2 separate regions of the Rattus norvegicus genome follow, and region 2 is linked to region 1. A link is a contact called in public Hi-C data. All regions are on one chromosome and are shown on one strand. Each heading gives the region's core, a stretch centred on a gene start, on an enhancer-like site or on the middle of the called end of the contact. The rest is flanking DNA. Distances are from core to core; before and after follow the strand shown.

Region 1 (5,546 bases), core at 2,173-4,672:
CGGAAAACATATCAAGGAACAGCAGAAAAGTCTTGTTTGGTTTCCCTTCTCAAAGTATAACCTCTTCTCTAGAAAATACTCACTTCCCTCCAGATGTCCTCAGGCAAGCTGTGTTAGTACCAACCTAGGAAGTTCAACTAATAATCAACACAATATCATTTCTCATAAATTATTTTCAAGACTGGGCCTTTTTAAAAACTGACTGCTAGTTCCAACCTGGACTGCCAGCTAGGTTCCTAAAGACAGCTCCTAAGCCCATTGGTAATAATGATGTACACAGGGCTCTTGGAGACACTCAAGCAGTCTCCTTTGTGAGAAGTACCATCATGCCCACAGCTCTAGCATATGAGCATATTTCACACTCACGAATGCCCACAGTAGCATGTTCCCTTGCTTGTGCATCAAGAACACTACAGTCCTAGCATCCCAGATAAGGACTATGAGACTCAAAGTCAGCCACATGGCTAAGAAGTAGAAGCACTTAGACAACGACCAGATGCCCATAGCCCTGATGTTATTTCCCAGTGAAGTCATGTCTGCTTCCATAGATGCTCACATCAGTGAAAAGCCAGAAGCCTGATAATTATGCCAGACTTCTATGCTGTCATTAAAAATGAATTTTTCAGGAGTGTTATATAATGGGAAATATTTACTCTCACTCATCGTGTAAAATTATAAAAATAACGTAACCACAAATTGGAAAAATACTATGTCCAGAAAACAAGTATTTTTTTCCTTGCTTCATCAAAGGCAGCTTTCTCCAGGGCAAGGCAATTACACATTTACATTTTTTGGTTTCTTAAAATTCTTGAAATCAAGAAATCATGTGATTCTATTATTTGTTTTAATGTATTATTTATGCTTCATTGAGGACATAAATATCTACTTTATCAGGTAGTATTCAAAGTCAGAATTTGAAACCCAGCTGACTTCCTCTTTCTGATATTACTCACAGAGAAAGAGATAGCTTTCACCAAGCTGCAGCCCATACAAGTACACACAGTACCTCTGGACATTTGAGGTCCTCGGATGATGTTGCCTCACCCCCAACTTTATAGACAGGCATCCTGCAAGGCTCAGAGTTTTAAGGACCACCCTGAACTGCCTCTCCAACAGCAACTACATGAGTCTGACATCACCTCCAACTTCTAAAAGGAAAACAGTTTCTTTTTTATTTAGAATGTGAACATAAACCTAGGTTAAAGAAATGTTGTTTTGTTTTGTTGTTTTTTTAGAACGGCATCAATGAACCAGTTACGTAAGCCTGTCAGAGAAAAGACCAGTACAAGGATAGTCCCAACCCAGTATCTAGGCACAGAAACGGAGAGCCCAAGCTTTGGTAATTGAACAGTACCAGGGTGAAAGACTTTCCCAACCGACATGGTCACGTAGCCATTCTCCTTGAAGTATTGGGGGATGGTGGAAAAATTTCCAGAGTGTACCCTCCAGTAGGAATTGAAGTCATACAGGCGGGTGGTGTCAGGCCTCCTCCCGGTGAGGAAGGAAACTCGACTTGGTGCACACACTGCTTGCTGTTAGGGAACAGAGGCAAATGTCAACAATGTCACAGCCAAATGTGTCTGCAGTCTTCATGGTAACTAAGCAACCTCTCTAGATCCTCAGCAACAGCCTGGCAGCTGAGTCACGGAGATGTCAAAGCCAACCAAGTGGGATTTTGGGCCTCGCCCAAGGTACTAAAGACAGTTGTCCTCCCAGCAATCAGGCTCTCAAAACAGCAACGGTATGTGCTTTCCTATGCAATGGCACCCCTAGGTACCCAGAAAGGGTGATACTCAGAGAGAGTAGCCCTGAAAAGAGGGTTCAGGGAAGACAACTGCCATGGATAGATGACTGACTCTTAGCCACCCACAGCTGGCAGACCCACAAGTTGGATTTTCAGCTCTAGTCAGTTCCTGTTTCTAGCTGAAAGCTAGCCAAGCCTGTCTTAAGCATGTTAGGGCCAGGGCATTGTCTACGCCCAAGGAGAAGGGGAAACCCTGCAAATACGATGGTCCTTGTCCATGCAGGCCTTCATTTTCTAAGCCCTGCTTTCCCCTTCCAAGAAGGTCAATAGAGCAGTACCATGCATCTCAATAGTGTGTATAAACAAAGAGGCATATACCCTCACCTACAGGTCCTTGGACATACCTGAGCAAAGGCATTCTCAAAGACAATGCTATGGGATGCCAGTTGGTCAATGTTTGGGGACCTCACTAGCTTATCTCCATAACAGCCCAGGGAGGGGCGGAGATCATCCACGATGATCAGAAGGATATTCAGAGCATCTGCACAGGAAGGAGGGGCTTTGGTTATATCACATGCACTGACATTGAAATCCCCCCTCCCTAGGGTAATGAAAGGATCAAGGCTAGCCCCTGCTCTTTAACAATCCATCCAGAAAAGGGGTGAACAGGGCTCTGCTCCAGCAAGGGCTGGGTTGAGTACACAAAAGCCTTAATCCAAGGTTTGAGTGTTATGTTTCAGTCCTGTCCCCACATCTAGGTGAAGAAGAAAGAGACAAAGAGACAGAGATGGGAGGGGAATCAAAGAATAGAGAGAAGGAAGGAATGGAAGACAGATGGAAAGATTGTAAAATGAAGGAAAGGTGGATAGAAGGCAAGAAACAGGAAGGAAAGGAGTGGATGAAAGGGGAAAGAAAGGAACATGGACGGATGGCGAGCAAAGAACTGTTAAGAGACATGTAATCTGGGCCACACCCATGTGTATATGGATAGCACAAACTGGACTCTGGGTCATAAAAATAAAAAAAAGGAATGAAGTTGGAAACAGGGTATATCTGGGTGGAGTTAGGAGCAGTGGGGGTGTTAGAAAATGCATTTATGAAATCCTCAAAAATTAATGAAGGAAATGATGGAGAAAAAACATGAAGGGATGGAAAGGAAGGGGGGAGGAGGAATGGATGGATGAAAGATAATGCGGGCTAAATAGACGGAAGGAAGGAAAGATGGAGAGGAGTGGAGGAGTGAAAATGTGGGGGGAAAGGATGAAGGAAGAAAGAAGAAATGATGGATGGAAAAAAAAACATTAGCCAGGACAGAGACAAGGTTGGATAAGACTGGGAACAAGGAATTGGCACCTGTAGCAGAGTTGCCTTGCGCTGCGGACACCAGGGCGATACAGAAGAAGCCTAGCAACAAGCTGAAGCTAAGCTGGCGCCAGGTAGTTGGTGGCGGCGGCGGCGGCGGCGACATTTCTTCCTCAGCACAGCCTTGCGAGAAGGTACGGCTACATCAGGACCATTAGGTAGCCGTAGCCGCCGCCGCCGCCGCCGCCGCCGCCGCCGCCGCCGCCGCCGCTGCCGTCGTCGCGGCCTCCACAGCCCGCGACTGTCTCAGAGAAGACTGCGCGACACCGACGCGACGCCTCGGGCCCGAAGGCCCGGGCGCTGGCTTGAACGCGACTGCGCTTGTGCAACTCTCTTCTGCCCCTCCCTCTGTGGGTGGAGCCTGATGGCGCCGGAGGTCCGAGCGTAATCGGTCGCGGTGGGCGGAACCTTAACCGGAAATACTGCTACTGCCGCTTTCCCAGCGTACTTTTTAATGTAAACAGTGGTGACTGGAGATTTGATAATCCAAAGGTTTTGCTATTGAACAAGCTTCTTGCCTCTTTGCCTTTGCTAGTTCTGTACCTTTTACCTGGAACTCCTGCCCTGCCCTTATATCTCTATACATCTTAAATTTTCTTTCCAGCCCCATTCTCCAAAGAAGCCTTTTGCAAACTTCCATTTTATACCTAAAAGGATCTCTTTTCCTCTTTATTGGTACAGTAAATCCTTATTAAACACTGCATAAGCGCACACATACAATGTATACTAGGCATTGTTAGTAGTGCTAGAGTTCTCAGTCACTGCTCTGATTGAGCTTAAAATAAACTCGGAGAATGTGCCCGGACAAAATAAAGCTCAGGGGAAGGGTCTTATTATTTTCTATGAGGTAGTTTAGTCAGAACCTCAGTGGTAAAGTAATAGCTGAACAAATATTAGAAGGAAAGAAGCAATCCAATTCTTGTCTGTAAAAAGAGGGAACGGCAACTATGCAGCAGACAGTGATGGCTGAAGTCAGCCAGAAAGAGAATTTTGGAGAGAAGAAAAGAGATGGGCACAGTGATTGGGAGTCAGACTCCTGTGGCAACAATTATCCACTGCTCATTTTTTGACTGGAGACCAAGAAGGATACACCATGTCTTCTTTCTACCAAATGGAGCTCTGGAAAACTAGACCCTTTATTGCTGAGTCGCACCAAATCACCCACCCATAAAATAATCTAGCACAATGTCAAGCATACTGATGAAAAATTTGTGTTTGTTATTGCAAAATAATTGATTGTGGCCTCTTACCTTCTAGGCAACATGTTAAAAACTAAAGGCAATAATTTCTTCTCATATCAACACTGTGCTATATGCAACGAATATCCCTATTACTGTTCAAAACAGAAAATTATGAACACCTAAATTTCTTGAATGAAGGCATTAATCCAGGAAATGTGAGACAGTGTGGCTATCCATGAGGAGCATGCCTCTTCAGGGGGTAACCAAACGACACACAGCCTAAATAACCCCATAGTCAAGTAAAGAAGGATTTGAGGCAAAAGTTACAGGTGATTTCTACTTCTAAAACTGTTTGTTAGACTATTTTCTAATTCACAAACACAGTTTCTGAGGACCCTCACATCCAGGCTTAGAGTGTGAGGAAACATAGGGAATAAGACCATGGGAGACCAGGAATAAGAGCATCCTCAGTGTTTTCCACCATTATGGCCATGGCCATGGTTCAGTTCCAAACAGAAACATAGCAGAGACTCATCTTACGTTACAACCAGAGAGACTCAGAAGCCAAAACACAGAAGGAATTAACCTCAAATATAAGGGATGCTATGGTCTGGTTTAAGGAAATCAAAGTGGCCCATTTGGCTGTAGACTCTCTAGCCTTGAATGATTACTACTATTGAAAAGTCAAAGCTGATATTTTCTAAGTACAACAGACAAATATATGAAATGCCCTCCATGATCTACACTAATATTTTATTTCATTGAACATTTTTAAGGAAATCATGTAACTTCACTAAAATCTAAAATCTTTAACTGAAACTTCACATCATAAAAATCAGGCCTCTGTCAGCTGGAGAGATGGCTCAGTGGTTAAGAGCTCTTGTTGCTCCTGAAGAGGACTGGGGCAGAATCTCATGAGTAACATCCATTCATAATTCCAGTTCCAAGGGATTTGAAACCCTCTTCTGACTTCTGCAATAACTCTAAAACAAAAAAGGTCAATACTTCTGTGTGGCTCAGTGCCAACATGATATACAATAGATACAGCCAAAGAAAATAGGCCAATTCTTTCTATTTAAAATTTACTCAAAAATATTAAACAAACTTCTAAAATGTTAAATTATTTGTGACTGACTCACTTCTCAAAACCTAAGTACAAGGTCCACAACCACACCTGTAACACTAACACTGAGGACAGTAGCATCACTGGGGTTTACTGACTGACAGCCTAGCTGAAAAAAAAGGCCAGGAGTTCCATG
Region 2 (4,974 bases), core at 659-3,158, 250 kb after region 1:
AATCTTAATGTCACTCGCCATATTGTCCTGTCACGGCTTCTCTCCCACCCATCCTTCCTTCTCGTCCAATGGCAGGCCTCCTTTTATCCTGTACCTGCATCACCTGTGACATCATCCCACAGCCACCCTAAGCATACGTGGTAGCGCTAACCTTGCTATCATCCTGCCTTCTGCCCCCACCGATCATGTATGCTCTGCCTTTAGCCTCCGGTCTTGTCCAGGCCTGTTTGCCTTTGGGCCCCCGCTAGCACCACCGCCCCCACTTCCACCCCTTAATCCCCACCCCCACACATGCAAACTAGTGTGCAAACTGCCCACAAATGGGTCTCTTCCCTTCCTCCATCTTACACAGCAGCAGTGGGAGAGGCCGACAAATGTCTGTTGACTTCAGATAGGGCCACGGAAACAGACCAAAGTATGGTTTCTCTTGAGTGTAACTCAGTGGTTATGGGTCACTCACAAGTGTATGAGTGACTCACGGGCACCTACACGGCTGAAAATTGCAACCTTACATGGGTGGCAGCTCACGAAATCTGCACCCCTGGAGCTCCTGGGGATTTTCAAGCAGCCCCATGCACTTTAGCTCTGAGAGGGCGGTGTGGCCGATGGGTTAGGGCCACCTCTGCTAAATTCTTGGAGATGCACTTTAGCTCTGGGAGGTGGGTCTGAGGGAATGATTGACAGGCGACCGCGGGTTGTCCTGTTTGAATGAATGAGCCCAGAGGCCACGCCCATCTGCTGAATATGCATGAGGACCGCAGCCAATGGCGGGGCGAGGAGGTTGTTTTAAACGGCAGGGCCCGCTGGCCAATCAGGCGGCTCTCGTGCAGGCAGCTAGCGCGAGGCTGCGTCGCGCCCCGCGCTGCCCAGACCGGCGAACAATACAGGTACGGCCCGCACCGCAGCCCGCGCCCCTAGCCAGATGTTCCGCAGCTGCAGCGGCGCCCACACAACTTTCCACCCGCGCCTCCACTCCCGCGTCCTTGCTACCCCTTCTCCTTTTTCGCTGCTCGGCGGCAGGGAAGGAAGACGCCATTCAGGTGCCTCAACTTTTCGGGTGGCTGGGCTCAGCAGCCCCCGGCCAGATGTTCCGCAGCGCGGCGAGCGAGTGGCGGCTGCGGGCTTCGCGGGCCGAGCCGATGGCTCTGCGTGAACATGGCCGTCGCGGAGCGCCCGGTGGTCAGGGAGGCCGGGGCAGGTGCGGGAGGAGCATGGCGGGTGCAGACTCGGGCGAGGCCGCGGGGCCGGGGGCGCCGCCGCCGGAGCGTCATGGCCGCACGGGCGCCTTTGTTATCCCGTGTCGGGGGCGGGGAGGCCGGGCTGGCGGCTCGGCGCCCTCGGGCGGCCCGCGTCGGGGGCGAGGCGGGGTGGGGGCGTGGCGAGCATGTCGGGGGCGCGGCCCGCGTCGGGGGCGGGGAGGCCGGACTGGCGGCTCCGCGCCCTCCGGCGGCCCGCGTCGGGGGCGGGGCGGGGCGGGGCGGGGCGGGGGCGTGGCGAATGTGGCGGAGGCGCGGCCCGCGTCGGGGGCGGGGAGGCCGGGCTGGCGGCTCTGCGCCTTTGGGCGGCCCACGTCGGGGGTGGGGCGGGGCGAGTGGGGCGGGGCGTGGTGAGCGTTGGGAGGGGAGGGGTGGGGGCCGGCGAGCGTGGCGGGGGCGGGCCGAGTGGGGCGGGGGCGTGGTGAGCGTGGGGCAGGGCGAGGCGAGCGTGGGACGGGGCCCGCGAGCGGGCGACTGCGGCGGGCCGGGGCCGCTTTGTTCCCCGCTGTCGCGGCCTGAACCGGCCGCACGCGGATCAGCCATTTTAGGGAGTCCGGGGGCGGGGCGAGTGTGTCGGGACAGGGTGGGGGCGTGGCGAGCGTGTGGGGGCGTGGCGAGTGTAGCGGGGGCGGGGTGAGCGTGGGGCGGGGCCGGCGAGCGGGCGACTGCGGCGGGGCCCGGGCCGCTTTGTTCCCCGCAGTCGCCGCCTGCGCCGGCCGCGCGCGGATCAGCCATTTTTAGCGAGCCCGGGGGTGGCAGCAGCGGATTTGACGGGCACTTTCTTTCATCCCGAGGCTTTGGACGAAATGGAAGGTGAATGACGGGTGTCCGAAGCAACGGGGACGTGACCCCGATATGGGCTGTCTGTTGCCGGCCTGGACGCCTGGGTGCGCACCTACACACACACACACACACACACACACACACACACACACACACACAAAACACACAACACACATAAACACACACACCACATAACACACAAACACACACAACACACACATAAACACATACACACAACACACAGACACCACACATAAACACACACACCACACGCGCGCGCGCGCGCGCACACACACACACACACACACACACACACACATACATACATACATATACACACACCGGGTTGCCGAGGCTGGGCTTTAAAGCAGCCCTGAGGGCCTTTGATGCCAAGGGGAGTGGTTTAGTTTTCCATGGTGACCTTGGGTGTGGGAAAAGGAAAAGATGGCGGGAAGCGGGCGAGAATTATTATTCACTTATTATTTGTTATTATTATTATTAAATCATTATTGTTTCCAAGTAAAATGCAGCAGTGGGTTAGACCTGCAAGCCATTTTTATAAAGCCATTAACGCTTGAAATTTTTGCATATTAATTTATTAATGATTCACAATAATTAATAACTGTTCTTTAATTAACTTATTCACTTATTTTAATTCATTTCACGTATTTGATCCCCGAGATGGGACAGTGAGAGATTTATTTTTACCGCGTTTTACAGAATAAGAGAGTGAGAATTATTATTCACGTATTATTTGTCATTATTTATTACTTTTTTACTTAGTATTTTGTGTTATTTTTACCATTTATTTGTTACTTATTAATTGTTCATTTATTATCTATTATCTTTACTCATTTTTACTATTTACTTATTTATTTTCTATTATTATTTACTACACTATTATTATTTCATTATTTTATTATTGTTATTATTTCATTCTCTTCTTAAAAATAAGTGATGCTTTACATTTAACAACCCTGGCATTTGACACCTGTTCCGATTTATGTCTCCTTTGATTTTCTATTGAAACTTTAAGAATTCTATCTCTTATGACCTACCCTGTCTAGAATTACTTAGTTATTACTTACTTACTATACTAGTATTTATTATTATTATTTCATTATTAAGTTATCATCATCATCATCATCATTGTTTCATTCTCTTCTTAAAAACAAGCGATGCTTCACATTCAACAGCCCTGGCATTTCATACCTGTTCCAATTTATGTCTCCTTTGATTTTCTATCAAAACGTAAGAATTAAAGGGACTTTTTTTTTCTCTTTGTCTTCTATAACACATCAGTCAGGATGGCTAAAGGTGATCCCAAGAAACCAAAGGGCAAGATGTCCGCCTATGCCTTCTTCGTGCAGACGTGCAGGGAAGAACACAAGAAGAAAAACCCAGAGGTTCCAGTCAACTTTGCTGAGTTTTCCAAGAAGTGCTCTGAGAGGTGGAAGGTATCTCCGCTATTTGATTTGTACAATTTGTGCAATTTGCTCACTTGCACATTTACCCCAATGGGCCCCAATCGGCCAACTGTTTTCTTCTCTACATTAAAAATTAAGTGCAAAGCCTTTTTTCCCTACTTGAAAGGGGTTCTGTAGCTGCCACTTTAGTTATAAAACCACTGGGTTCCACTACCTCTAGGAATTTAACAAGTTTTTTTTTTTTTTTTTTTTTTTTTTTTTTTGCAGACGATGTCTAGCAAAGAGAAATCAAAGTTTGACGAAATGGCCAAGGCGGATAAGGTACGCTACGATCGTGAAATGAAAGATTATGGGCCAGCTAAAGGAGGCAAAAAGAAGAAGGACCCGAATGCCCCCAAAAGACCTCCGTAAGTGGCTATAAATATATGATATATAAATAATATAAGCATAAATATAAATAATAAATATTATAAATATAAATATCCTCTGTGCTTACTTGAGGATTTGTAGTTTTGGGTACAGCAATCGCTTCTGGATTTTATTGTTCATTCCTATTCACTCCCATAGCCCCACTCGTAGTTCTATCTGGGAGACCAAGCGTGTAAACGCACGCAAGTGAGGAAGGAAGCGGAGAAGATGCTTTAAAGGTCCCTATATCAAGATCTTTTATTTATTTATTTATTTATTTTTTTTTTACTTTTTCAAGGCAGGGTTCTCTCCCCAAGCACAGTCAACATAGGATGGCATTTCCTTTTTTTTTTTTTCTCTTCCGATGTAGCGTTGAATGTAGCGATTCAGTGCCTGAGAGGACAAAACATGGCGAGAAGTAATCGTATTTCCTAGTGGTATGTTTATGCTTAGCTACCTTACATGTAAGCCCAGCACTTGGGCCGGAGGACGCAGGGTGGAAGGTTTGAATCCAGCATGGGTCACGTAGCTGCAAGAAGGGGGTGTGTGACTCTAGGATTTTTTTTTTTTTGTACATATGTAACTGATTTATATAAGTTTCTGCCTGAAGGTCTGGATTTTTCTTGTTCTGCTCTGAATTCCGCCCGAAGATCAAATCTGCAAACCCTGGCATCTCTATTGGAGATGTGGCCAAAAAGCTGGGTGAGATGTGGAATAACTTAAGTGACAGTGAAAAGCAGCCTTACATGACCAAGGCAGCAAAGCTGAAGGAGAAGTATGAGAAGGTAAGCCTTGGAGGCCATTGACTTGAAAATTTGAATGATCAAGAGACATTTACATATGGAAATCATTGCCCTGTTTGCTTTCTTAAGCAAACCGCTGCACCTAGAGCCCTTAGGGTTTAGCCTCGTTCCCAATGTGTCCCTGTTCCTTGCAGGATGTTGCTGACTATAAGTCTAAAGGGAAGTTTGATGGTGCCAAGGGTCCTGCTAAAGTTGCCCGGAAAAAGGTGGAAGAAGAGGAGGAGGAGGAGGAAGAAGAAGAGGAGGAGGAGGAAGAGGAAGAAGATGAATAAAAACTCTGTCTCCTTGTGAATACCT

What was found. Hi-C and Micro-C count contacts between places; a contact is called where the count stands out from the background.
Region 2: a contact with region 1 is called in a Hi-C map of mammary epithelial cells, with 2.5 times the contacts expected there. The contact joins the promoter of Hmgb3 here to the promoter of Ids in region 1. A contact is called at or near these places in 2 of 12 Hi-C or Micro-C datasets (liver and mammary epithelial cells).

The regions. Positions count from the first base shown.
Region 1 is chrX:154,088,022-154,093,567 of GRCr8, forward strand. It overlaps Ids (iduronate 2-sulfatase), which reads right to left and starts at 3,423. Exons shown (of 9, transcript NM_001401185.1): 1 at 3,098-3,423; 2 at 2,149-2,285; 3 at 1,355-1,532. The coding sequence starts at 3,212.
Region 2 is chrX:154,340,290-154,345,263 of GRCr8, forward strand. It overlaps Hmgb3 (high mobility group box 3), which reads left to right and starts at 1,909. Exons shown (of 5, transcript NM_001398777.1): 1 at 1,909-2,069; 2 at 3,342-3,496; 3 at 3,734-3,873; 4 at 4,485-4,659; 5 at 4,812-4,974. The coding sequence starts at 2,063. The coding sequence ends at 4,949.